7 separate regions of the Mus musculus genome follow, and all the other regions are linked to region 1. A link is a contact called in public ChIA-PET, Hi-C, HiChIP or PLAC-seq, capture Hi-C and promoter capture Hi-C data. All regions are on one chromosome and are shown on one strand. The core of a region is the stretch at or near the end of the contact, and the rest is flanking DNA. Distances in the headings are between cores, read along the strand shown.

Evidence for each region. Promoter capture Hi-C pulls out the DNA fragments that hold promoters and counts their contacts. Hi-C and Micro-C count contacts between places; a contact is called where the count stands out from the background. ChIA-PET counts read pairs in DNA pulled down with a chosen protein or histone mark. HiChIP or PLAC-seq counts read pairs in DNA pulled down with a chosen protein or histone mark. Capture Hi-C pulls out chosen DNA fragments and counts their contacts.
Region 2: a contact with region 1 is called in a capture Hi-C map of embryonic stem cells, with 3 times the contacts expected there. The contact joins the promoter of Fuca1 here to the promoter of Rsrp1 in region 1. A contact is called at or near these places in 2 of 39 promoter capture datasets (hippocampal neurons and liver), 4 of 115 datasets of contacts at active chromatin or transcription factors (astrocytes, bone marrow-derived macrophages and embryonic stem cells) and 1 of 9 other capture datasets (embryonic stem cells).
Region 3: a contact with region 1 is called in a Hi-C map of B cells, with 8 read pairs. The contact joins the promoter of Cnr2 here to the promoter of Rsrp1 in region 1. A contact is called at or near these places in 1 of 39 promoter capture datasets (hippocampal neurons), 1 of 484 Hi-C or Micro-C datasets (B cells) and 2 of 115 datasets of contacts at active chromatin or transcription factors (bone marrow-derived dendritic cells and bone marrow-derived macrophages).
Region 4: a Hi-C map of B cells shows a contact between it and region 1, with 14 read pairs. The contact joins the promoter of Pnrc2 here to the promoter of Rsrp1 in region 1. A contact is called at or near these places in 7 of 39 promoter capture datasets (the 3T3-L1 cell line, the C10 cell line, embryonic stem cells and 4 more), 6 of 484 Hi-C or Micro-C datasets (B cells, CD4 T cells, LSK cells and 3 more), 6 of 115 datasets of contacts at active chromatin or transcription factors (bone marrow-derived dendritic cells, bone marrow-derived macrophages, effector CD8 T cells and 3 more) and 2 of 9 other capture datasets (adipose tissue and liver).
Region 5: a contact with region 1 is called in an H3K4me3 HiChIP or PLAC-seq map of embryonic forebrain, with 2.1 times the contacts expected there. The contact joins the promoter of Srsf10 here to the promoter of Rsrp1 in region 1. A contact is called at or near these places in 3 of 39 promoter capture datasets (hippocampal neurons, liver and pre-B cells), 2 of 484 Hi-C or Micro-C datasets (Th1 cells and cortical neurons), 8 of 115 datasets of contacts at active chromatin or transcription factors (T-cell acute lymphoblastic leukemia, astrocytes, bone marrow-derived macrophages and 5 more) and 1 of 9 other capture datasets (adipose tissue).
Region 6: an RNA polymerase II ChIA-PET map of memory CD8 T cells shows a contact between it and region 1, with 175 read pairs. The contact joins the promoter of Cd52 here to the promoter of Rsrp1 in region 1. A contact is called at or near these places in 1 of 39 promoter capture datasets (the C10 cell line), 2 of 484 Hi-C or Micro-C datasets (B cells and CD4 T cells) and 4 of 115 datasets of contacts at active chromatin or transcription factors (bone marrow-derived dendritic cells, bone marrow-derived macrophages, effector CD8 T cells and 1 more).
Region 7: a promoter capture Hi-C map of liver shows a contact between it and region 1, with 2.8 times the contacts expected there. The contact joins the promoter of Sh3bgrl3 here to the promoter of Rsrp1 in region 1. A contact is called at or near these places in 4 of 39 promoter capture datasets (hippocampal neurons, liver and pre-B cells) and 3 of 115 datasets of contacts at active chromatin or transcription factors (bone marrow-derived dendritic cells, bone marrow-derived macrophages and effector CD8 T cells).

What each region holds. Positions count from the first base shown.
Region 1 is chr4:134,922,046-134,925,657 of GRCm38.p6, reverse strand. It overlaps Rsrp1 (arginine/serine rich protein 1), which reads right to left and starts at 2,033. Exons shown (of 5, transcript NM_023665.3): 1 at 1,891-2,033; 2 at 1,176-1,783; 3 at 226-365. The coding sequence starts at 1,731.
Region 2 is chr4:135,918,829-135,922,440 of GRCm38.p6, reverse strand. Fuca1 (fucosidase, alpha-L- 1, tissue) reads right to left here and starts at 1,715. Exons shown (of 8, transcript NM_024243.4): 1 at 1,291-1,715. The coding sequence starts at 1,637. It overlaps Cnr2 (cannabinoid receptor 2 (macrophage)), which reads right to left. Exons shown (of 2, transcript NM_009924.4): 2 at 2,222-3,612.
Region 3 is chr4:135,893,224-135,896,835 of GRCm38.p6, reverse strand. Cnr2 (cannabinoid receptor 2 (macrophage)) reads right to left here and starts at 1,647. Exons shown (of 2, transcript NM_009924.4): 1 at 1,217-1,647.
Region 4 is chr4:135,871,897-135,875,508 of GRCm38.p6, reverse strand. Pnrc2 (proline-rich nuclear receptor coactivator 2) reads left to right here and starts at 1,663. Exons shown (of 3, transcript NM_026383.3): 1 at 1,663-1,835; 2 at 2,410-2,614; 3 at 3,055-3,612. The coding sequence starts at 3,073. The coding sequence ends at 3,495.
Region 5 is chr4:135,854,311-135,857,922 of GRCm38.p6, reverse strand. Srsf10 (serine and arginine-rich splicing factor 10) reads right to left here and starts at 1,852. Exons shown (of 6, transcript NM_001080387.2): 1 at 1,632-1,852. The coding sequence starts at 1,696.
Region 6 is chr4:134,093,427-134,097,038 of GRCm38.p6, reverse strand. It overlaps Cd52 (CD52 antigen), which reads left to right and starts at 1,966. Exons shown (of 2, transcript NM_013706.2): 1 at 1,966-2,105; 2 at 3,139-3,501. The coding sequence starts at 2,055. The coding sequence ends at 3,312.
Region 7 is chr4:134,127,007-134,130,618 of GRCm38.p6, reverse strand. It overlaps Sh3bgrl3 (SH3 domain binding glutamic acid-rich protein-like 3), which reads left to right and starts at 1,886. Exons shown (of 3, transcript NM_080559.2): 1 at 1,886-2,003; 2 at 2,534-2,701; 3 at 2,813-3,213. The coding sequence starts at 1,956. The coding sequence ends at 2,878. Cep85 (centrosomal protein 85) reads left to right here. Exons shown (of 14, transcript NM_144527.3): 14 at 1-761.

The DNA of each region.
Region 1 (3,612 bases), core at 784-3,283:
AAGTATTACCAACAATGTACTGTTTTTACTGTAGTGTAAAGAGCAAACCAAGTGTCCAAGTGTCGACACGAAAGTAGTCCATCGTCTCCCAGTTTCCTGTGAGACAGGCTGATACTTGTCAGATTAAGGTTTTGTTCTGGACAAATGATATAAAGAACCCCAGGAGGGTTGTGTTCACTGGCAAAGGGTAATAAATGCTGGCAGCAGCTTCCTGAAGGCACTTACCTCCACCTTTGGCCCACTGCTGGAAACAGCTGTCCCCTGGCTTGCCTCCTTGGCTCGGAGACTTGCTGGCAAGTCGAAGTTGGCTGTTCCCAGAGCTTTTGCTGCGTTGGCTTTTGCTATTTCTAGTAGCTCCATTCGATCTAAGGGCATTAAGACATTCGTTATCCTCTACTAAGTACCTCTCCTAAAACAATGTTTTTCTCTTTATATGTAAAGCAATTCTAAAAAAAATCCCTTTATAGTGAGGAAAAAAACCCAACTTTCCTTAATTACCTCAACAAGTTAGTTTTGTTCTGACAAACAGCCCTATTTTGCCTTTTCTTTAAATGTTTATTTCTGTAAACTGAAGTGTTTGATAAACTTTATAGCACAGTTATCTAGACTACTAATCTTGATACAGAGTCTGCACACAAGCTCAAACTTACCTACTTTGTAACATCAAATTGCCATGTTACTTAACAGAAAGGCCAGTCAAAACCCATTTTTGAGTAAATCATGAAAAAAAAAAATGTGTTTTGACTTCACCCAGCTAGTAGGAAAGAGTGAGCCTCCTCTCTCTTGACCACCACAGCCATAAATGGACTTTAGTTCAGGTTACTGCACCGGTCACATCCGGCATGGACTTTACTCACAAGGTGAAAGGAAATACGTGAGAAACTATATTCTACCTAACTACTAACTAAACAAAAAACTCTCTCTCACTTCAAGAAATCTCAAAAGACTTCCAGCACCAAAACAAACGCAGGCCTAGATGTTAAGATGTCCTGGGCCTAATCTTACGAAATCCCAGCTAAACTGCTCAACCACATGACTCCCTGGCTGACTCACAGCGCGCTGAGGAAGTTAAACGCGGGGAGGAGCTGGGGAGGTGGCTCGGTGATAAGCGTCCAGAACTCAATCCCCAACACCACCCCCACCAAGGGCACAAACCTCAACCTGATAAAACGCACCTTTCTCACTCAGGCGAAATGGGGTTCTACTCCTGCTGCGCGACCTGGTTCTGGATCTTTCCCTCCACCTGGGGCGATCCTCGGGGTACACCGTCCGGCCGAAGCCGTAGTAGCGCCGCCCTCTAGTGATCGCGTAGTACGACCACCGGTGCTGCGACCTCCCGCGGGAGCGCGACCTGCTCCGGGAGCGGTAGGGCGACGGCGACTTGTAGTACCTCCGCGGCCGCTCGTAACGGCTGTCGCGGTGATAGCGGTGGCTGCGGGAGCGCGACCGGCTGCGTGAGTACGAGCGTGAGTAGCGCCTGTACTTGCGCTGGTGGCGCCTGCGGGACCGGGATCGGGACCGTCTGCTCCTCCGCGGCCGGCTGTGGCTGCGCGAGGACGAGCGGCTAGAGCTGCGGGAGTCGCGTCGGGAGCTGCGGGACGAAGAGCGGCTGCGGGAGCGCGACGACAGGCGGCTGGAGCGGCCCGAGCCCGAGGTGGACGGCGAGGCTTTCTCCTGCGGAGAGCCGGGCCACATGTCGTTCACGTATTTAGACATGGCGGCCGAGGACATGGCTCCCTTCTGAAAACGGAGATCGGTCCGCAAACGCAACGGCGTCTAGGAACTACAGAGAAAGTCAAGAGTCTATCATCCAGGTGGGGCGCGCAGTGCCCAGTGCGCGTGCGCGACACCCCAGGGCGAACCGGTCCCTGACCAAGCGGCCCCACTCACCTTAAACGGATGAAGAGCTCGCGAGGGCGAGAGAGGCCAAGCGGGCACCTTTCTCTGCGACCAGGAACCGAAGCGGGCGAGGTTCCCGATTCCAGCGACCGGAGAGCACAGGAACCTCCACTGCCAAAGTCCAGACTGGGACTGAGCTTAGTGGCGACGTCAGCATCGAAAATACTGGAAGCTGGCGCCGAGCATGCGCACAGACATCCGTGCGAAAGGGCGGGTCCCACTCTCGTCCAATCGCCAAGCGATGTTGGCTGCGCCTTGGAGACACGCATGCGCGTCAGTTGTCACTCCACCAACGGCCGCGCCTCCTCCCCATCCCCCACTCCCGCCCGCCTTCTACATCCGGGTATTTTGAGGATTTGTTTACTTCAGGGTTTTTTGTTTGTTTGTTTGTGGGGTCCTTGGCTGCTTTTGGATCTTGAGTTTTTTTTTGAGACAGGAGCTAGCTGTGTACCCCTGTCACGCCTCGAACTCGCGGCAATCCCCATGTCTCTGCTTCTCAGCTAGGGGGTCTGCGCCACCACGCCCAACTTTGTTTTTCTTTGTTTGGTTTGGTTTGGTTTAGTTTGGCTTCCTTTCCTGCTTTCGATTTTGAAATTCGGGAAAAGGAGAGGGTAGCAAAGAATTTAGCCGGCTCAAAAGCTGGATCAAGGACACAGAGGACAAGTCGGTTCCCGTGCCTCGGTCGTCCCCGGGTCATGTGTCGTCCCCTCCCTCCCCCAGCCGCTGCCCAGCTTCCCTTCTTGGCTCCTCCTATGGTGGAGATTGGGAGGGGTATCCCTGGACCCCGAAGATATAGTTTTAATTTAGAAAGGCTGCTTTAACGGCCTTGTTTGAGCTAATTAAGGTAATTTGAGGTCGAGACAGGAATTCCAACGACCACAGTTGACCTTTGAGGAGCAACAGTGATCCTTGATTGTGTGTGTGTGTGTGTGTGTGTGTGTGTGTGTGTGTGTGAGAGAGAGAGAGAGAGAGTAATTTGTGTGTACAGGATGCCACCGAAGACAGAGCCATTGTGGGCCACCAAGTATGGGGGTGTTGGGAACCCAGACTTTGTGCTAGGCAATGCAGCAAGTGCTCTTAATAGTAAGCCATTTCCTGAGCCCGATAGGTCTGTTCTAAGACAAGTGTGATTAGGACAGGACATTTAATCTTATTTCCAGGGCAAATTCCAAACACTCAATGTCATGAGGCATATCTGACCTTGAAAACTGTGGGTAAGTGAACAGCACTGAACGAAATAGCTATTTCAATATTGGGAGATGGTGTTCTTAGAAATTAGGCAGGGTTTTACAGAAGCTCTGGATTTTAGAGGGAGATGACAGAAATAAGGACTCTTTGTTCGTGCCTCCTTCCTCCTCCTTCCCCAATATACAGCGAAAGTGAAGAAATAAAAACCTTACTGTGGCCACCAGGATGGCTCAGCAATAAAGAATGCTTGTGGGACTGGTGAGATAGCTCAGTGGTTGAGAGCGCCGACTGTTCTTCCAAAGGTCCCAAGTTCAAGTCCCAGCGACCACATGGTGGCTCACAACCATCCATAATGAAATCTGATGCCCTCTTCTGGAGTGTCTGAGGACAGCTACAATGTACTTACATATAATAAATAAATAAATCTTTAAAAAAAGAAGAAAAAAATGCTTGTGGAGCACTACTGACAACCTGCAGTGGAGTGGAAGGAGAGAACTGACTTCCAAAAGTTGTTCTCTAACCTCC
Region 2 (3,612 bases), core at 466-2,965, 1.0 Mb before region 1:
CAGTCAGTGCTCTTAACCGCTGAGCCATTTCTCCAGCCCCCATCTGCTTGTTTTCTTAACCAAGATTGTGAAACTGCCTGTCATTTAAGGTGACAAAGGCTCAAATATCTAGGACTGAAAAAAAAAATGTGTTGAGATAATCAGTCCATTCAATATATCACTTACTTTTATAGGAAAAGATAGCATGTTACATGAGATTTTACCACTAGCTGGTGTAGGGGCCCCTGAACTTCATCAGTCCTTCCTGCAATACATCTCTTTCCCCTTTCAAAAAGTCCTTCTGAAATATAAAATCCCTTCCCACTCAACAAGCAAATAACCACGCCCTCTGGGTATGGCTTGCAGAGCCTGGGCACACCTGTCCCATGAGCTTTCTGGAGCTTTCACTTCCAGATCATAGACCTGCAGTCTAGGACACCAGGCTCCTTCCTCTCCTTCCTCTCTCTGGGCTAGTTACCTCGTCCATTAAACAGGAAGTCTGGAAAAAGGCTGGAGTTCAACTTTGTAAATTACGGCTCTCAAGATGGCAAGATGACAGATTTCTGTTCCCTCAGGCCTTTTACTTGGCGAAAATACTAAGTGCCAGCTATACACAGCCTTTCCCTTCGGGGGAGAAAACCTAACGTCCCGAGGGAATAAAAAGTCGGAGTTTGGCAGAAAATCAATGAAGAGAGCGGAGGACTACACTAAGCCAGGAGCGGGAGGCTGCCCTCACAGTGGCCAAATCCCGCGTCCAAAGTCAGCCAATATTTTCTCTGGCTTAGAGGGCTCTCAAAACGCACTTCCTCTGCAGGGCTTTGCCCAAACAACCCCCTTCCTCCTCTGAGTTCTACTATAAGCAAGTGAGAAGTGAGGGAGACCCCAACAAAGAGCAACCCCAAACTTCCATCCTTCCTTCTTCCTTTAGAGGCACAGGGCTACAAGGAAGTCAGGCGGCGCTTTTTTATAAGCTTCCACGGACGGACGCTACCCGTAGCCTAAGGGGACTGGTCAGATCTACAACTCAGGGCCACCGACGGGAATCTGGGCTGTGTTCTGGACCTTTCAAACGAGACACCGATGTAGCCTGATTCTAGTCTCTCTCCGCACAGGTGTACCACCCAGTGCTTTCCCGCCTTAATTTTATTTTATTTTATTTTATTTATTTATTTTTTTAACTGATCCTCAGCTGGATTCTCGTCTTTAGCGTCCTTCCTCCGAGATGCAGAACGTAGGGTCCTGGACCTTCCGAGGTCAGGCAGCGCCGGCTATGGCCTGCCTGCTCCCGCCTCGCGCCCGTCCCGCACTCACTTGGCCCCGGCAGCCTGAAAGAGTTCGGCCCACTGATCCGGGTGGAAGAAGCGCGCTGTGAACTGCGGTGCGAAGTCGGCGTAGCTGAAGCCGGGCGGGTAGTTTTCTGTCATGAAGCGCTGGTAGGCCGGCATCCGATCGCCCTGCCAGTGCCACCAGAACCATTCACTGCCCCAGGCGGGCACCGAGAACACCCCCCAGTGCACGAACACCCCGAACTTGGCCTCATCGAACCAGCTCGGCAGTGGCCGCGAGTCCAAGCTCTGCCAGTCCGGAGTGAAGCGGCGCGGAGCCAGGGCCACTGCCTGGGCCGCAGCCACTAGCAGCAGCAGCAGCAGCAGCAGCATCCCAGAGTCCACAGCCCACCACTCAAGTTCAGCTCCTACATCCTTGCTTCCGGGCCCGCACCGCCCCCCTCTTAACACGCAAGCGCCGGCGAGTAGCCCCGCCTCTCAGAGTAACGATTGGCTTGGAAGGAGAGGGGGTGGGGTCAGGCTTGCGGCTCTGGAGCGCCCTCTGGCATTGGAAGGGAGAAAGACTTAAGGCGGCGTTGCTGGTTCTGCTCTATTGAATTTAAATTCCGTAGACTCGCCTAAGGATTTAATTGCCGGATTCCCCGCAAGTGAGAAAGACCCAAGGTGTGGGGAAAACTGGGAGAAGTCCACGTTGTTGCACCAATCTTCAGGGGAAGGCTGAAGCCAGGTCGTTTTATTTAGTGACTATTTAGGAGCCGCGGGTTCTCTGTGCTATACCTCCAGCCAGCAGGTGGAGTTTAGCAGATTGGAGAGTTGCCGAAGAGATTGAGAAATAACAAGGTTAGAAGGAGCTTTATGCGGAGGGAGAGAAATGGCTGCTGAAAGATTAAGGGCAGACGTGGTTATTTTAGTCTATCTTTTGTCCGTTGAACTTAACAAGAACTCCGAGGAACTTAAACATTTTTTTAAAAAAAGATTTATTTACTTATTTTATGTATATGAGTACACCATCGCTCTCTTCAAACATACCAGAAGAGGGCATCAGATTCCATTACAGATGGTTGTGAGCCACCATGTGGTTGCTGGGAATTGAACTCAGGACCTCTGGAAAAGCAGTCTGTGCTCTTAACCACTAAGCCATCTCTCCAGCCCTAGACATTTTAATTTAATTTAGAATTGTAACTTAAATTTATTTTGAGGTAAGGGGGTCTCAACTAGCTCAGGCTGGCTTCGAACTTACAGCTACAGTAACTTTGCATTCCTGATCTTCCTGCTTGTACCTCAGGAGTGCTGGGATTACAGGTAGGGGATGGCACTGCCATTCCTGGTTTTAGGTAGTACTGACCTTTGAACCCAGAGATTTGCTCTTGCAGATGCAGCACTCTACTGACTGAGCTACACCTCAAAAACTTTGAGGGTCTCTCAGAGAGCTTAGTTAGCATCTAACTGAAGAAAACCTGACTCAGGAGTACAACACTTGCTTGGTACACCGGAAGGCCGGAGCTTCAGTCTGGCACCGCTAAACAAGCATGCCTGACCCACACACAGGGGACCACTGAGGCATGAGGGACCAGAAAAATTGAGAGCCAAGAGAACCCTCTTGCCCTGGGAAAATCTCTAAAACTCATATGGCCAGTCACCCAATTCCTCTACAGTCAGCACACGCCCAATGGTATATGGTGTGTGCCCATAACTTCAGGAAGTATGGGAGCCAGAAGTCACATGGTCCATATGGCACAAAGGTCTCCATGGTTGCAGAGATAACCACAGCATGTTAGAGCAATGAGAGGTTTTAATGGCCCTGGAGAGCATTGTTTTCCCCACCATTCCCAATTTACCGAGAAGGAAACCAAAGCAAGGTAAAGGGCGGGGGTTGATCAAGACCACATAAGTGTGGACCAAAGCTGGTGCAGGAATTCACAGCTGTGGAAACTGTATTCCCTCCTCCTCTGTCAGGCACCTTGGAGAGATCGGCTTATGTTGACAGAACCAAGCACTTCCTCCTTTGAGGAGTAATAAGGAAACACCGTGTCTTTTCTGTCTCTTCCTCCCCCAAGTTGATGTTGAAATACAGTCTAAATCACTAAGCGTGGGCGAATCGACTTCTTCCCCTGATCCTCCCAAACAGCGATTAGAATTTGCAGCAGCTTTTGATGCACAGAACTTGTCTTGGGAAGAATAAAATGAGACGCCGTTGACCTTCACAGAGAAAACAAACTGTCACCTTGCAGAAGCTTAGGAGAGGCTGTAGAGCCGAGTGGACCTCCTTGCTTTATTAGGGAGGCTGATTTTTCTTTGCACTGGACACCACCCTGTTAGTTCCTTTGGGCAATGGGGAAGTCCTGTC
Region 3 (3,612 bases), core at 398-2,897, 970 kb before region 1:
AGCAGAGCCCGGGTCTCACAGTCTAGTACCTGTCGTCGTATCTGACAGCCAATCATTTCACTGCACCTCAATTTTTTTTCCTTCTATAAAACACAGGCTTCAAGCCGAGCGTGGAGGCACACGCCTTTAATCCCAGCACTCGGGAGGCAGAAGCAGGCGGATTTCTGAGTTCGAGGCCAGCCTGGTCTACAAAGTGAGTGCCAGGACAGCTAGGACTACACAGAGAGACCCTGTCTTGAAAAACCAAAACCAAACAACAAACAAACAAACAAAACCCCACAGGCTTCAGATTGCCCAGGTGAGTCCCAAGGCTTTAGTCTTCTGGAGTCCTTTTCAAACCCCCACCTGCTATGGATGGCCCAGTAGAGTAGACCAGGACGCCAAAATACTCATATTCAAGCCAATATTCTCAAGAGATGCCCCTGGGACTTCAGGGGAGTAGCACGCAGCCTCCCTCTGCCGAGTGTGGGGTAGGGTAGCATTTAACCACAGAGGTTGACTTGTGAGCAGCCAATAAAGGAAACCTTGAAAGGGCCTTGGAGCAGAGCCCAACCCACAGAGAAGATCTGTGTGGCGTGGAATTCTGTTCCCTGGGCTTGTGTGGCCCTTTCTTTCCAACAGCTTCGATTATCTACAGGAGGCCTTCAAAAAATCGTGCCTGTACCAGTCCCTGTGTGTGGGGTCATTAGACCCTCCCCTGACGTTCCAACACTCCATCCCTCCCTCCTGCTTCACCCCTGCAAACCGTCCTGTCTGCTGCTTGGAGGTGGACTGTCAACTAATGGGGACACCAGCGATGTCACTAGCTTTGAGCACTTGTCACCATGCTGGGGTAGGCTTTTTGATGATACAATTGCCCAAGCCACCCATGTCCCTACAGACAACACCAATAAGTTTGTCCCATTCACTAAGCTGGACTGGAAGCAAATTTTCTTTGGCCTAGAGTGGCTATCTGTTTCAGGGGTAAATAGAAATAGACTCCCCCAAAAAGGCCACCTAAGTTTTGGGGGTTTATTACTGTGAAGAAAGGCAAGGAAAATTCTATCTCAGGAGAACCAGTCTTGAGCTATGACCCATGTTCCCAGTCCGACATCCATCCCCCTGCCTCAGACAGTTCCCTTTTACTTAGCGAAGAGTTAGGGAAGAGTTGAGGTTAGAACATAGGCTTTCTGGAGCGAGGAGTCTGAAGTAAAACAACAAAGGAAGTTACACTCACTGTCATTTGTCAGCCGCTGGGCCCCAGGGTCTTGTGGAGCCTTGTCCTGGCTATTCTGTATCCAGATCTGGAGACCCAGCAGGGACCCCCACGTAGGTCCCAAGAGCTGCAGCTCCAGCCTGGGGTTTCTTGCTCTCACACTTTCGCAGATGAGTGAATGAGAGGAGGTCTGGTGCAGATAAGTGAGTGAGAGGAGATCTGGCCTTCCGTACCGGTTACCACTTCCCCTCTGGGTCCTCAGTGCCACAGTGTTCTTGCCCTGCGGTTGAATTCTCTCTTCCTAGGAACTCTGGCCAGGGGAGGGCATAGGCATAGACCTTAGACTCCAGAAACTTGGGTTCTAATCTGGCCCCGGGTGTATGCTGTCCTGCAACTCACTTGACCTCTGTAAAGTTTACATCCTTTTGTCTGTGACATGTGCCAGGCTATGTGTGTGCCTCATGCCTCCTCCCTCTCGCCCAGAGCTTTGAGATGCAAATGCCTGCAGGTGTTGGCAGATGACATGAATGAACGCTGCTGGCTCCTGGTTCTGCTCCATTCTGTGACTGTGACAAAAGCAAGTTCAGAAGCTGGGCATGATGACACACACCTTTAGTTCCAGCACTCGGGAGGCAGAGGCAGTTCAAGGCCAGCTTGGTCTACATAGCAAATTCTAGGACATTCAGGGCTACAAATAGAGACCCTGCCTCAAAAATCACAAAGCAGAAAATCAAAAGTGTGTGTGTGTGTGTGTTTATTTCAGCTTGCAGGTGACAGTTTCTTATTGAGAGAGACATCAAGGCAGGAACCCAAGCAGGTACCTGAAGCTAGGCTTGTTTGCTATTTGTGGTGGTTTGAATATGCTTGGCTGTAAGAGTTGCCTTGGTCATGGTGTCTCTTCATAGCAACGAAACCCTAGCTAAGACACCATTCCACACAGCATTACCTCTAACAGAGGAATTTGCTATGAAGACATAGCAAGAACTGTGGAGGGGGCCAGTTGCTGGCTCAGTTGAATGCCAGCTTGTATCCTCCTAGATCTACCTTGAGTTTTGCTGCAAGGTCTCTCACTGGAACCCAGGATTCACCCGCAAGGCTAGGCTGGCTGTCTCCATCTACCCAGTGTTGGGATTATAGTATTCTTCACCATGCCTGGTATGTGCACACAAGCATGTGTGCATGTGCCTGTGGATGCTCGTGTGTGCACGTGTGCATGTGAGTGTGCATGTGTGTGCATGCATGTACATATAGGCATGTGAGTGAGTGTTTTGCCTGCATGTGTGTATGCACACCACATGTGTGCCTGGTGCCCTCAATGATCAGAAGAGGCTTCGGATCTCCTGGGTCTGGGGTTTCAGGCAATTGCAAGCAGCTATGTGGGTGCTGGGAATTGAACCTGGGTCCTGTGGAAGAGCAGCCAGTGCTCTTAACCACTGAATCACCTTTCCCTTTTAAAGCTGGGTTCCAGGGGATTGACCTCAGGGCCCCATGCTTGCAGAGTAAGAACTCTGCAGATTGGTCTCATCCCATCCCAGGAAGTGTGTTTTCTCCTTTTCCTTCCTTCCTTCCTTCCTTCCTTCCTTCCTTCCTTCCTTCCTTCCTTCCTTCCGTCTTTCTTTCTTTCTTTCTTTCTTTCTTTCTTTCTTTCTTTCTTTCTTTCTTTCTCTCCTTCTCTCTCTCTCTTTTTCTTTTTTCTTTTTGGTATTTCAAGACAAGGTTTCTCTGTAGCCCTGGCTGTCCTGGAACTCACTCTGTAGACCAGGCTGGCCTCAAACTGAGAAATCTGCCTGCCTCTGCCTCCCAAGTGCTGGGATTAAAGGTGTGTGCCACCACTACCTGGCTTAGGAAGTATGTTTCTAATGTCCAGTTCTAGAACATACTCTGGTATTGTATCTTCCTCATACATTTTTACAGCTATCATTAGGTAAAATGTTTAAGTGGAATCTTATGACCATCACATGAAGTCTTCTCTATAGGAGGGATGATCAGGGCTTCTTCAGGAGGGAGATTTTTATGCTGTGGGTAATGTTGCTAGATTCAGCATGTGAGAATACAGCAGAAATGTTTGAGGGCTAGAGAGATGGCTCAGTGGTTAAGAGCACTGACTGCTCTTCTGAAGGTCCTGAGTTCAAATCCCAGCAACTACATGGTGGCTCACAACCATCTGTAATGAAATCTGATGCCCTCTTCTGGTGTGTCTGAAGACAGCTACAATATACTTAGATATAATAATTAAGTCTTTAAACAAAAAAAGAGAAATGTTTGAGATATGTATGTACTAAGAGTTATTCAGGGCTAGGGATGTAGCTCTGTGGTAGAGTACTTGCCCAGCAGGTGAGCAGCCCTTAGCTTCCATCTCTAGGCCTGGAACAAACTTTTTCCTTTTTTGTTACAGTGAACAGTTAACAGGGTGTTAG
Region 4 (3,612 bases), core at 414-2,913, 950 kb before region 1:
TTTCTTTTTTTCTTTCTTTCCCAAAGCAGGCACTAGATAAGTGTGGGCAAGATGAATGCTTTAAATTAAATATCCACTGGCTATGGTGGCGGATGCTGTTAGTGCCAGGACTAGGGAGGAAGAGGAAGGCCTCTCTGTAAGGGCTTACGGTTAGTGCCAGGACTAGAGAGGAAGAGGCAGGCCTCTCTGTAAGGGCTTACGGAGGACCTGTCACCCTCTTTTGGCCTCCCAGGACACTGCAAGCATGCGATGCACAAACCAAACAAAATCAGACAGGCAGACGGTGATATTTCGAAGAAGGAATTCTTTTTTACACATGGTCCAGAGTTTGGAGCTCTTGTGGACTGGTAGCTATTAATGAGCTAGAGACAGTGCTAAGACATGGTGAATGCCGGAACCATGCTCTCCCAAAGGGCAGCCTGACGCTGACCTTGTAGGAGAGAGCAGGCTCAGCCAGGTGGCAGGACACAGGCAGGCTTCATGGCACCCAAGCTTTCCGACAATGTGGGTAATGGTGTCCTCTATGTCAAGCACCTTTTAGGCACAGAGAAGAAGGGCACATGAGCCCAGGCTCTTGAAACTCACTGTAGCATTATGCTTTGAAGTGTGGCACCACTGAGATGTCCTGAATCCAAGAACACTGGAAATCAGAATAGCACCTTGCCCTTAAAATTGCTGAGACTGGAATGAGATGACATAAGCAAAAGTCTAGCATGAGGTAGGGAGCAGATAAAACACCCTAGATGCATTTGGACAGGCTTGCAGAATTCTGGACCAACTTAATTCTGGACAGCAATGGCTATATAGATAGATGTGTGAGTGTGTGTGTCTTATTTGCATCACAATTTGGAGCCAATGAAACGTTTTTGTTTTGCTGAGATGGGGGTTTTGCTATGTACTCCAAACTGACCTCAAAACTGAGAAGCTGTGATTACAGGCCTGAATGAGGCAAGACACCTGGCACATTTACCCCCAGAATTATTCACTGAAATTGGTGTTCACCCTTGAAATGTTGACTCTAGGATACACGTTTTTCTTTTTCTCTTAAACAAAAGATATCTCTCCTTTCTTTCCCGAACCTTGCTGTCATTCTTGAGCGGTATATTTCTTTTCTCTAGTTTTCCCACTTTCGAAACAAGACCAAAAAATGTGTAGGGATCCAGCAAGTGCTGTGTATAGAAAAAGCAGGCCCTGATAGTAGTGACAGTCTCAGGTACCGAGAAAAAAGTGAAGCTAGATCAGAGGAGACATAAAAAAGGAAGGTGGTCATGTGCAGAAATAGTTGCCGGGCTCTGGGTGGGGTGAATATGACCCACGGCAGCTCTGGGGCTGGCCCAGTGACCGCAGGACAGAAAGGGCCAGGAACAAAGACGGGCGCCGCGCAGAGGTCTGGTCACGGAAGTAAAGTACGGGCCCCGCTGCCAGAGGCCAGCAGAAGAGCAGCTGCCCTCCGCCAGCCGGGGAAAGTCCAGCAGCGCGGCTCCCGAAGCGGGCCAGTTATTCCCGACATGCTCCTCCCGCAGGATTTCAAACCATGACAACAGCCACCCCGCACTCCCCCCCCCCCCCGCGTGCCCCAGCAACAGGCGGTGGCTGGCGTCTCATTGGCCGCGGGACGCGCTGCCGCGTCCTCATTGGCTGCACAGTCTCCGGTCCTCTTCCGCGCTTGCAGCGGCCTCCATTTTGTCGGGAAAGGCAGTAGGAGGTTGGTCCCCAGACGGAGTTGTGATCCGTGACTCGTTCGTGGGCTGTTAGATCCGTGCATCGTTTCTCCCTGTAGAGGGAAGGAGGCTTGGAGGTCGAGAGGGAGCCGCCGCCGCCGCCGCTCGAAGTCGGTGAGTGTGGCGGGGGCGGCCATGTTGGCCATCGCGGGCACCATTGTTGGGCCTGGCTGAAGAGGAAGTGAGGCCGGTCGGGTGCGACCGACTCCCTGGGAGCGGAGCCGCGGGCTGAGGCTGCGAGCTTGCAGGTTCACTGTGCGGGTGACTGCGAGTGCGGGCCTTCTGACTTACAAAGTCGGAGGCTTCTCAGCCTTGTGAGGGTGTTTGCTAATTAGAACAGAGAAACCTTTCCCCTTAGAGGCGTGATCTTTAGGAATGTAAGGTTATTATGGTTTGTGAAAAATTATGGCACCCGTTACCGGAGTCATAGGCGAAATCACGATGCGCGCTGTTGGGAACAGAACCTTGATGTGGAAATGGCTGTGCGGGTCCTAGTTTCACTTTAAAACGGGTAAGAGTTGCAGGTAAGCCCCCAAGAGTTGTAAGCTGATATTTATGAGGTCAAAGAAAGTCGTGGTCTCATACATCATCTATGAAGCTTTGAGGAAGCAGCGACAGCCATTTCTGTAGAATGTCTAAAAGATCACTTTTTGGGGTTATTTTCAAGTAATTCTCTTTCCTTTTCTAGCTAGGACTTCTCTCAAACTTGTGTGCTGAGGAGACTCGATGTGGACCTCAGCTCCTAGGCTGAAATCAGCAGACTGGCTCATGAAAACTTGTGTACTGAGACAAAGGAAAGGATCTAGCAGAAAGCAACGTCTCTTATCCTGGGCTTGGCAGCAAGGAAGAGGACAAGTAGTGGAAATCCTTCAATCTGAAAAGCAAACTGAAAGGTATAAAGATTCCCATCACAGTGGGGCCAATTATCTTAGGAGTGAAGCAATTCTAAACTATTAAGGTCAGCGGCCATGCATGGCGATGCTGCAGTATTATGTGCCTGTAATTCCAGCACTCCAGAGTTTGGGGCAAGACTGCTTAAAGTTGGAGGCCAGTCTGGTATAGGAGACCCCACCAGCCACGGGTGGCTTTCGGTGTGTGGGGTTATTTCTTTTAGCTTGTACAAAGAATGAAAGAAGAGCTTGCTTTAATTTTTTTCTTCTTTCAATTTCACAAACTGGTATCTAGCTCACGACTTTAGTTTTTTGAGGTAGATGGTTTTGAAGTCGAGCCTAATGCCATCTTGTCATATTTTCTTCAACACTTCTAGAACTGGAACTATGGAAACATCACAAGGAACATGTGGAATTTATTGTTTACATGTATTTACTTACAGGTGACAAAGAAGCTGAAGATGGGTGGCGGAGAGAGGTATAACATTCCAGACCCTCAATCTAGAAATGCTAGTAAGAACCAAGAACAGCAAAATAGACAGAAGAGCAAGGATCAGAATTCTTCCCAGACGAAGATTGCTCATAAGAAAAAGGAACGAGGACATGGGTACAATCCAGCAGCAGCAGCATGGCAGGCCATGCAAAATGGGGGAAAGACCAAGAGCCTTTCTAACAACTCCAACTGGAATGCTGGTTTATCAAGTCCTAGCTTGCTTTTTAAGTCTCAAGCTAGTCAGAACTATGCTGGAGCCAAATTTAGTGAACCACCATCACCAAGTGTTCTCCCCAAGCCACCAAGCCACTGGGTTCATGTTTCCTTGAACCCTTCAGATAAGGAAACGATGACATTTCAACTTAAAACCTTACTTAAGGTACAGGTATAAAGTTAGTAGGTGTTAACTTTAAATTGTGACGCTTACACATGACATCTGATTTATGTGCTGTACACACTATACAGTGTCGATGCAATTTCAACAATTTAAGTGACTAATTGATTCTAC
Region 5 (3,612 bases), core at 603-3,102, 930 kb before region 1:
AGTTCCAGATAAATCAGGGTCAGTGAGACCCTGCCAAAAAAAAAAAAAAAAAAAAAAAAAAAGCGCACGCCTTTGATCCCAGCACTTCAGAGGCAGAGGCACGGGGATTTCTGAGTTCGAGGCCAGCCTGGTCTACAAAGTGAGTCCTTGACAGCCAGGGCTACAGAGAAACTGTCTCGAAAAACCAAAACAAACAAACCCGGGTCTTCACTGTTCATAAAGGGCATGTCTTCAACTTTTTTAAAAACTGAAAGACTGCTGCTGGTGGTGAACACCTTTATTCTCAGCACTCTGGGAGGCAAAGGCAGGAGGATTTTTGCTAACCTGTCTACAGAGCAAGTTCCAGGTCAGCCAAGGCTACAAAGAAACTGTCTTTAAAAAAAAACGAATAAATGGCAAAAACAATCATCAAATATTCTAGCATTCTGAAAAGTATTGTATATTTGTTTTAAGGCAGGTCTCATTCTAGTCAAGTTGGTTTGGAACCCAATTTCCAGCATTAAGCATTCCCATCACATCCCCGCTTACGCTAAAATTGTTCAACAGGGTCAGCCATTAAAAATCTGAAATAAAACCATCACAGTATCTACATACTTCATACTTAAGTATTAAAACGACAAAATGGAAAAATTTTTAAGTCGTTAATTAACCACTTTTGTTTTATGCGTAATGACAAAGAGGATACAAAACTCCACAAAACAAGAAAAACCCAAAACCTCAGTTTTTCTTCGGAGTTTATTTTGTACGAACACGAAGAGTAATCCTGTGATAAAAATCTCTTCTGAAAAATTCCGAAGGCAATTCAAAGCAAAGGACAAGCTGTGAAAACAAAGCCCTTTACCAGGCGAGACTCGAACTCCCAGACCCGTCTTCTGAGTGCTGGGGCTACGCCCGGAGACAAGGCGGACTTTTATTAAAAGTACCGCCTCCGTTCACCCAAGTTAATCACGAAGGTCCCTAACGGGAGCGGTCTCTCCAGCACCTCGTTTTCAAAGAGATTTCCGCGAAAACACGTGGATCACTCCATTTAACCGAAAAATTGTTACACTCGCCCCAATCTCCACGACTCCTCTCCCCCACAGCAATCTCGAATCCACTCATCACCATCCACACAGATGGGGGAGATGGAGCTGCAAACCCTCCCCTCCGCTATCCCGTTATCCCACTCGCATCTTTTCCATCTTCTGACTTCGTAGCCCGAGCTGACCTCCGACTCGCGCCGATCCTCCCGCCTCGGCTTCCCCGAGTGCTGGCCTGGGCCGCCCCGCCTGGCAACCCTTTTCCCGTTTTCAACAACAAAAATCCCTTTCAGGCCGAGGGGGGCGTGCACCTCATGGAACGTGGACGTCGGATCCATGAGGGACACACACGTCCGGCCCGCCGGCTCGGCCCAGCCGCCGAGCACGCGGGGGAGGACGGGGCCCCCGAATGCCCGCCACGCGGCCCTCACGCCTGCTCGCTCGCCAGCGCTCGGCCCGGTGTCCGCCCTTGCTCCTGCAGGCCGGCGGCGCGGCCTAGAGCCGGCGCGGGCCCCGCCATCTTCGCCCCGCCCCTCCCCCGCGCCACGGCCGCCGCTCGCCGGGCGCCCGCGGCCTCCCTCCCCCGCGCAGTAGCTGCTCCGGTGCGCTCACCTGGTGTCGTCCGCCACGTTCCTGACGAACAGAGACGTGTTAGGGGGGCGCAGGTATCGGGACATGGTGGCGGCGGGACTCTGGGCCGGCGGCGCTAACGGGCTCGGGCAAACCGTCCGCAGCTCCGGCGGCGGCTCACATCCACTCACACCACACTCGCACAGACCCAGAGGGCTCCGCTACGGCAACTGCCTCTTCTCGCGAGACTTGGCTCCCGCCTCCAGGCCCCCTCCCACCTCCCGCCCCGCAGCACCGGCGGAGGGGGACAACGGCTTTTTCCCGCGAGATCTCTGGGCGTGCGCGCGCCGCCGGCCTGACGCGCGCACCGCGGCCTCGCTGCCGTTCATTGGCTCCAGGCGCGGGCTCCTCCCCTCCCCCTCTTTCTTTCTTTAGCGCTGCGCTTTCCCGCCCTTTCCCGCCCGGCCGAGCCCGCCATCCCTCCTCCTCTCGGCGAGCGCTCGGGTTAAACTACCATGACCGGGCTCGGGAGCCTCGGAGCCAGCTAGAGGCTGCTCCGGAATCCGCTGTTCGGAGTTGCGCCTGGGCTTCTTATCAGATCTCTGGCCAGAGAGAGGAACTTAGAGATTCTTTGTGGGGTTTGGGGGAGGGGCAGAGCTTTCGGCGTGCCGTGCGTGCAACTCTCTGCCTTTGCTGCACATCCGCGTCACCTAGGCACGCAATTCCCTCCCCGTGAGACCCGGGCCCTGCTGTCCTTGTCTCTGTTGCTCACATGCAAGGTGCCTGAACCCCTTTTCCAGCCTTGAAGAGGTGGTGTTTGTCTCTTTGTTGTTTTCTGGGGATCCAATCTAGGTCCTTGGATTTGCTAGCCAAGTTTCTTCCCACAGACCTGCCTGCACCCTAAGACAGACACTGCCCACTCACCCCGGCCCATCGTCCCCCTCTTGCTCCAGTCCCCCTCCAACTTTCAGTCCTCATCATGGGACTCCCCAGCTACAAAAAAACCTTGGCTAGCTGGTTTGCTTTTCTCCCTCTCCTTTTTTCTCCTCTCTTCTCCCTCCCCTCCCTCTCTCTAGCGCCTCCTCCCCTCTATTCCCCACGTTGAGGGAGCGGGCTCAGTGCTTTGTTACTAGTTCCCTCTTTGGCCTCCTAGGGCACCCATACACAAGTGGGCAATACACTTAGATTTTTATTATTGTTTTTGTGTGTGTGGTTTTTTGTTTGTTTGTTTGTTTGCTTGCTTTTCGAGACAGGGTTTCTCTGTACAGCCCTGGCTGTCCTGGAACTCACTTTGTAGACCAGGCTGGCCTCGAACTCAGAAATCCACCTGCCTGTGCCTCCCAAGTGCTGGGATCAAAGGCGTGCGCCACCACTGCCCAGCGCCCTGTTTTTAAATATGGCTTATATGCGTTAATATCTACGGAGTTCAAACTTATGAGTGAGAAGATGCACACATCACTTCCCTCACATACATCACACAGTCTCTGGTAAACATGAGGACTGCGGAGAGAATGAGAGTATGACCAAGAAGAAAAGCAAGAAGTCCAACACCCCTTGACCACCAGGCTTTTGGGCACGTTGTGCAATTTACCAAACAGCAGCTCTGCCAAAGGAGTGGTGTGAAGGAGGCTGTACCGAAGGCCTTCAGGAAAGTACTGCCCGCTGGGAATGCGTCTTCAGTATTTTGTTTGAATCTTTGCTTTATTGCAAGATGGTATAATTGATTTAAATTATAATTTGGTCATCTGGGTGGGGGAATAAGTTGCTGCAAATCTTTTTGTTCGAAAGCGACTAGAGAGGTGGCTCAGCGGTTAAGAGCACGCGCTGCTCTTCCAGAGCACGGACCTGAGTTCAGTTCCAATGTAGGTGGCTCACAGCCGCCTGCAACTCCATCTCTAGGGGATCCAGCACCCTCTTCTGACTTCTGCGGGCACCGGCACACCCATACCCACACACACATGCTCACATTTCTCTCTTTCTGTTTAAAAGCGCAGGGAGGATTAGAAATACCCGACTGGCTGGC
Region 6 (3,612 bases), core at 717-3,216, 830 kb after region 1:
ATCAGCCAAGTGGAGATAATTACTGCCCAGTATCAAAACCACAGATTTGTTTTGTCTAAGTTAGGGCAGGGCACTGTCCAAACAGATTTGGGGACTCTCCCATCGCTCTGCCCACAGCAGAGATCAATAGCTGCCTTCTAATTCCTGAATGCTGGGCTGTGTTTACCTGTTTGTCTTCCCAAGAGCCCCCTCTCAGGCCTCTCTGAGTAGGATGACACTTCTTCACCCAAATTCCAAAACATCAAGTCTTAAGAGACTTCAGGAAGGACTGGAGAGATGGCTCAGCGGTTTAAGAGCGCTTGCTGCTTTTGCAAAGGAGCCGGGTTCGATTACCATCACCTATGAACAGCTGTGACTCCAGTTCTTAGCGCATCTGATATCCTCTCTGGCCTTCACAGGAGCCAGGCATATGCATGGTGTACACAGGTGAAACACTCATATGCACACACACACACACACATACATACACACACACACATACACACACACACACACACACACACACACACACACACACTTCTTTAAGGATTTTTTTTTTCCCAAAAATGATTCACTTAAAATAAAGAGCAGAGGAGCAGAGGAAATGGGGCCAGACCCAAAACTAATCAAATCTTGCTACCGGTTCCTGGATCTCAATGGTCCTGAGCCTCCATAGAACCAATGGTAGGATCCATCCACCATTTCCCACGACTTCTACATCCACTCCACTCTCTTAGCTCCCTTCTCTTGTCTGATCATTTGCTTGCCTGTGTGTTTTCAGACAGAGTCCCAGGTAGCCCAGGCTGGCCTCAAAGTCACCATTTAGATATAACTGCCCTTGATCGTCTCCTGGGCTCTACCCTGAGTTCTGGGATTACAGGGACTCAATCTTTAAAACAAAACACAATTGCCATTTATATAACAGTTGCTAGAGTTAGGCATTATCAATATACAGGGCTTTTTGGTTGTTTTGGCTTATTTTTGTTTTGAGCCAGAATATTTTTATTTATTTATTTATTTATTTATTTATTTATTTATTTATTTATTTATTTATTTATTTTTGAGACAGGGTTCTCTGTGTAGCCCTGACTGTCCTGGAACTGACTCTGTAGACCAGGTTGGCCTCGAACTCAGAAATCTGCCTGCCTCTGCCTCACAATTGCTGGGATTAAAGGCGTGCGCCACCACACCTAGCCTGAGCCAGAATCTTAACTATGTAGTTCAATCTTGGAACTTGGAACTCACTATGTAGCCCAGGCTAGCCTCAGACTCATAGAGACCCACCTGCTTCTGTCTCCTAAGAGCTGGCATGCTTTTTATTTTAATGATTTTTTTAATTGTATATGCATTGATATTTTGCCTGCATGGGTGTCTGTGTGAGAGTGTTGGACTCCCTGGAACTGGAGTTACAGTTGTGAGCTGCCATGTGGGTGCTGGGAATTGAACCTGGGTCCTCTGGAAGAGCAACCAGGGCTCTTAATCTCTGAGCCACCTCTCCTGCCCCTTGTTGGCTCTTTTTAAAGTAAGTGATTAGTCAGCAGTGTGATGTAGGGCTGCAATTCCAGAATTCAGAGGTTGAGGCAGGAGCAGCTTGAATGTAAACCCATCCAGAGTGACATAGACCATGTCTCAAAATACAAAGATAAAAAAATAAGGCTTATCACTGCAGCATACTTTTTTTTTTTTTTTTTTTTGAGGGGGATGTTAAAGACTTGTAAATTCAGCCTCAGGCCTGAGGTCTGAGTTGTCAAATCATGAAAACAAGATTCCTTCCCAGGACACAGGGCTCCAAGCCTGGAAACCATCCATCCATCCTGCCCCGTGTCTCCATGTTGCTCTGTATGCCCTGCCTGTGCTTCTTTTGAGAACTGACAACTCATCTACAGGAACCTCAAGGCTAGTTTCATCCACCCCCAGGTTTGAAAGAAGGAAGCTCCTTTCCCCGCCCCTAGGCCCTCCTTCCTCCCGCCTCCTCCCTTTCTCTTCTGCAGAAAAAGCAGCCAGGTTCAAAGTGGCCTGCAGACTGTCCTGAACTCATCTCTCAAAGCTGCTACAGAGCCCAGGAAGATTTCAGGATGAAGAGCTTCCTCCTCTTCCTCACTATCATTCTTCTGGTTGTGATTCAGGTAAGGACAGCTCCTCCTAGAGTCACTGCAGCTACCACCAGGTCTTAGCTTAATGGTTTGGTCCAGGTTCTGGGGAAGGAATGCAGGTTCTCGGTGGTGGTGGTGGGGACCCTTGCCTTCTACCACAGGGACAGAGATAGATGGTCGCCAACTGGAAACCAGGGATCTAGGAGGGCCTATATGGCTGGGTTTCTACTCCTCACAGGCGCTATCAGACTGGCCTCAGAGAGGGAAATCTCAGAAGGTGTCTGATGTGTGAAGCTACTCAGAGGGTTCTGGGTAATTCTGGATCAGGAGAGGAAGCCCTGATGAGGAGAGCCGCAGAAGTGGCCCTTTTGAGAGGGCTGGAGAGAGGTCTAATAGACTGCCATAGGTGACCGAGGGTCCCCTGCCCCTGCCATAGTGAATTGTGGGTGTGCAGGAATACAGAGACAGAAGTCTCCCATATACTCTGCAGATCAACTGCCACCCTGGGAGGCATCCTTTGTGGCACTATGTACGCAGAGAGGCCTGATTAGCACAGGGAATGGAGCCATCAAGTTCTTGATCAAGAACATCTAGACCATGCATCAAGGCAGTTTGATGGCCACCAAAACTAGTTTGATGACCATCAAGGGCAACTTCAGTTACTGCCCGATCAAGCATCAAGGACAGCTTGTCACCTGCCATCCCCACCCCACCCTCTGCCAGGGGCCTTACTCAGGCCCGTCACGTGTGATACTCTGGACCATGGTGGACTCTGATCACCAGGAGATGAGGAAACCGAGGCTCTGGGAGGGGAAGCCCACATTTGGGTTTCTGTTTCCCTCTTTGCTGGAGGATCTGGCAGCCTGAAAAGTGGTGGGAAGTTTCGAGGTGGAAGAATGACAAACATGGGGGCTGCCTTTCCCTTGCCTGTGATGAGGTGGGAAGCCAAACATCTCAACAGGGCTGATGGCAGTTTTATGGAAGCCTAGAGTTGAAGAAAGGGAACAAAGGGGCAGGAGCCCTCAACAGAAGGTTCAAATCCTACTGAGCAGCGCTTCTCTTGCAGATACAAACAGGATCCTTGGGACAAGCCACTACGGCCGCTTCTGGTACTAACAAAAACAGCACCTCCACCAAAAAAACCCCCTTAAAGAGTGGGGCCTCATCCATCATCGATGCGGGTGCCTGCAGTTTCCTCTTCTTTGCCAATACCTTAATGTGCCTCTTCTACCTCAGCTGAGGTGAAGGCGCAGCTTCTGAAGCCCCGTGCTCCACCCACTGCTGCCACCATCAGTAGCGAGAGACATCCCAACCCACGGGAAGGGTTGATAGCAGATATCCAAGGAGGCTAAAGTTGACAGCCAATGGCCGGAATGGGAGCGGGGCCGTGACACCCAGCTAGGGCACAATAAAGTTATACTTATGCTTAGATGGGGTCCCACGTGTGATCGATCACTGCACATCACTGGCCTCAGGAGTCATGTGTGCGGCAGTATTAGGAGTGAACCCAGTACTGCCCTTGACTCTCAAGCCCCACACA
Region 7 (3,612 bases), core at 637-3,136, 790 kb after region 1:
ATGTGCTTGGGTCCGCTATGTCGTCTAGGAGTACAGACTCCTCTGTGGTTGCCTCGTGGTTCCCGGGTTGGACATGAGTTTCCCCCGTAAGAGCACAGGGTGGCTGTGGCTGCTCAGTCCTTCCTAAGGCTGGGCGCTGTCGCTGTCCTCTGAACTGTGCCTCTCATTTGGGGTTAGGAGGGTTCCCTTTTCCTGCTCTAACCTTGACAGTTCGGAGCACCTAAGATAAAAAAAAAGTGTTGAGTGTTTTCTGGTGTTTTGTGTTTCTCTAAGGCCTTTGAGCCTTAGCTTTCTGGTTTTTCTTGCCTCCCAATTTAGGGATCGTCTCAGTTGTATCTGGTTATTTGGCCAGCCCTCAACCTCCTCTAGTTTGGATCCAAGGGCCCTGTATGTATGAGGAGTAAAGTAGTTGTGGGGGTGCAGACAGGACTTCTGCTAAGCCTTGGGGCTGTTAACAGCACCATGGACCTCCAGGGCCTGAGGGGCCGCTTTGCCAGTGTTTTAACAAGTTTATGTTTTCTTATGGAGTGGCTTACCTTTCAGAGTAATCACACCCAGCTGACCATCCCCTCAGCCTCCGGGCTGCTGCCTCCTTAAAACAGAGCTTCCTGGTTGGTTTCCACCCTGTTATCGGGAGCCCAGCCTCCATGCTCACGGGTATTTTTCTTCGTAAAGTTTATAAAGTTATTTATATGACTCTTTGTTAAGTCGACTGGTTTGTATTGCCTATTTTGATTACAGAATAAAACATTTAACAAACACTCCGGTTTCCTAGTGCCTCCCAGCGTCCCCTGCCAGCCTGCCTGTGACTCTTTTGAAGTGAGTTTAGGCAGATCCAGTGTGGAGGCTCAGTCTTCCCACTTCTGCTCTGGGTGGCGACAGATTAGTCTCTGCCCACACTCCTGTGTTGCAGAGAGCAACCGCCGCCAGTTGTCACTACAAAGTTGCACACCTCTCAGAGGTCAGCAGCTTCTGGGTTTCTGTGGCTTTGAGGAAATGACTTCCCCAGAAGCAGACAGGCAGTTTGCCTCAGCAGGCAGCAGAATTGTGTTGTTCCTGCGCCATTATTTATGTAGCCCCAGGTCTACTCTTGGGGCCTATAGTGAACCTGACAGAGCTTGATCCACAGTTGGAATGGGTGCTGGACTCTCTTCCATCTCATTAGCTGAATTCTTAAAGTTCAAAGATGTGGGGTGTCATTTGCAATGTAAAGGTAGAGTTAAGTTGGGATCACCCCAAAAATAGCTGTGCCAAGGGCCAGTGCAAGCCAGGTTAAGTCGGGGCACCAGCCTTTGACTCCGCACACTAGCACGCTCGCTGTCCCGCAGCCTACTTCCTCCCCCTGGCTCCTGAAGGGTGTGAGCCGCTCCCCCACCCCCTCGCTTACAGCCACCACCCCTTTCTTGTCTGAGCCTGTTTGAGTGGAGAGGTGCTTTAGAGAAAATGTCCTGGCTGCACTGGCCCTCCCCGCCCTCCAGCGCCCCACCACAGCTTTCCCCCCGGCCCTTGCTGTCTAAGCTTGCGAACTGACCCGCCTTCCAAAGTTCCATACTGAGCTGTGCTATTAAGAGACCGGGAGACCTGGGTGGCACTGCTTTGGCCACTGAATGTACACAACCCGGGTAGACTGGGGAAAGCTTTTAACTGAACCGGTCCGCCTGCCTTCCCAGCTTTTTCTGCCTTTTAGCCGGTCCCCAGCATGGGGCTGAGGGGGAAGTGGGGGAGCCAAGTAGCTGCAGAGGACAGGGGTCCTCCCGGCTCCAGGCCACGGAGCAGGGCGGGGTCATGCAGGCCCCGCCTTACCCGCCTGCGCAGCTCATTGGTCCCGAGAGCAGTGACTCGCGGGCGGAGCAGGAAGGAAACCGCTCCCAAGCGCGGCGGCGGCAGCGTAGTTCCTAGCCGTGCAGCTGCCGCTCCCACCGTCCCTCAGTTGGTCTGTGTCCCCCGCCTGCAGCATGAGTGGCCTGCGCGTCTACAGCACGTCGGTCACCGGCTCCCGAGAAGTAAGTGTGTGCCTGGGCCGGCGCCCGGAGAGGGTGGGCCGTCTCTGTGCTCCGACCAGCGCCCGGGAGCCGCCCCCACGATGGAAGCAGTGAGGTGCGGGGTATGGCCTCCCAGGTCTGGTCCAAGGGCTGGGCCCAGCCTGAACCCCCGCACCAAGGGCCCCTCGGCATCCCCAGCGTGAGCTGCCCACGCTCATTCCCCCAGTATAGGGCCATCCATTCTCTTGCACCAACCCCCGACCGCTTTAATCCCGCTTCCTCTCCACTGTGCGGCTGTGGAGGAGGAGATGTGTCTTGTAGAGAGGGCCTGCCCCTCGCCGAGTCTAGCTTCCCTGTCATGCACAGAACTTGCCCGTCTTCTTTCTGAAACTCTAGTAGTTTACCTGTCTATCCTTGGACCCTTCCCATCCCTTAGTGGCCAGAACCTCCCCTCAGAGTGGGCAGGATAGAAGCTGTTGCTCACACCCGAAGGAATTCCTCCCACAAATCCTTCAGCTTGCCTGCCAACCCTGTCAATCCTCCGCCCCTAGATCAAGTCCCAGCAGAGTGAGGTGACCCGCATCCTAGATGGGAAGAGGATCCAATACCAGCTAGTGGACATCTCCCAGGACAACGCCCTTCGAGATGAGATGCGAACCTTGGCTGGCAACCCCAAAGCTACCCCACCTCAGATTGTCAACGGGAACCACTACTGTGGGGTATGGGGTTTGGGTTCTGGGAGGTGTTGGAGGACTGCAGCCAGGGTCAGACCTGGGCAAACAACTGGGGTGCCCTGCACCTCGACTCAGGTGACTGCCTCCCTTCCTCAGGACTATGAACTCTTCGTGGAGGCCGTGGAGCAGGACACACTGCAGGAGTTCCTGAAGCTGGCCTGAGTCAGGATGGCCACCGATCCTATCCAGCTAGCTCTTCACCAGGCCTTGTAACCAACTCCTTGTCGTCCTAATCTGCAAACCCAGACCCAGACCCTTTCCGCAGCCGCCTCCTCTTCCTCCAGAGGCAACATTCCTTATTCACCAACTAGTCTCAAAAGATTGTCTTAAGCCCTGACGATGGCTGTCCCCAGCCACACCTTGGGGCATCCTCTCTGCCTGGCCCTGTCTGATGAGCATTTCTGTTGCTTCCATCAGCCAGAGCTCTGCCAAAGGCCCCGCATCCCCATCCTAGGAGTGCCCTAGAGACAATTAAATGTCCATTCCTCTGGTGCTGACTGCTTGTGGTGTCCGGGTCCCTGCCTGGCAGAGGCAGATAGTTCTGGTGGTGTTTGGACTGTCCCAGGGCTGCCGCTGCGTGTGCGTGTGCATGTGTGTATGTGTGTGGAACACATGGCTGGCTGGCAGCACATGACCATGATGGCTGAGTCACCCTGTTTCCCATGTAGGTTCTGCTGTCTGCCTGCCTGCCTGCCTGAGGGTGGCTGCCCCCGGGCTGCCTCCCGTGTTGGAGCTGACTGATTCAGTGTAGGGGGGTGATGGGGGCGTGTACAGCTGCAGCAGTATTAGATTGGGTCCATGGGGGTAGTTGTGGCACTGGTTTTGTGCACACTCTGGAGAAAGTATCCATGTGAGCTTGTGGATCTACATGCATCTGGTTGTCTTCAGAGGCCTCG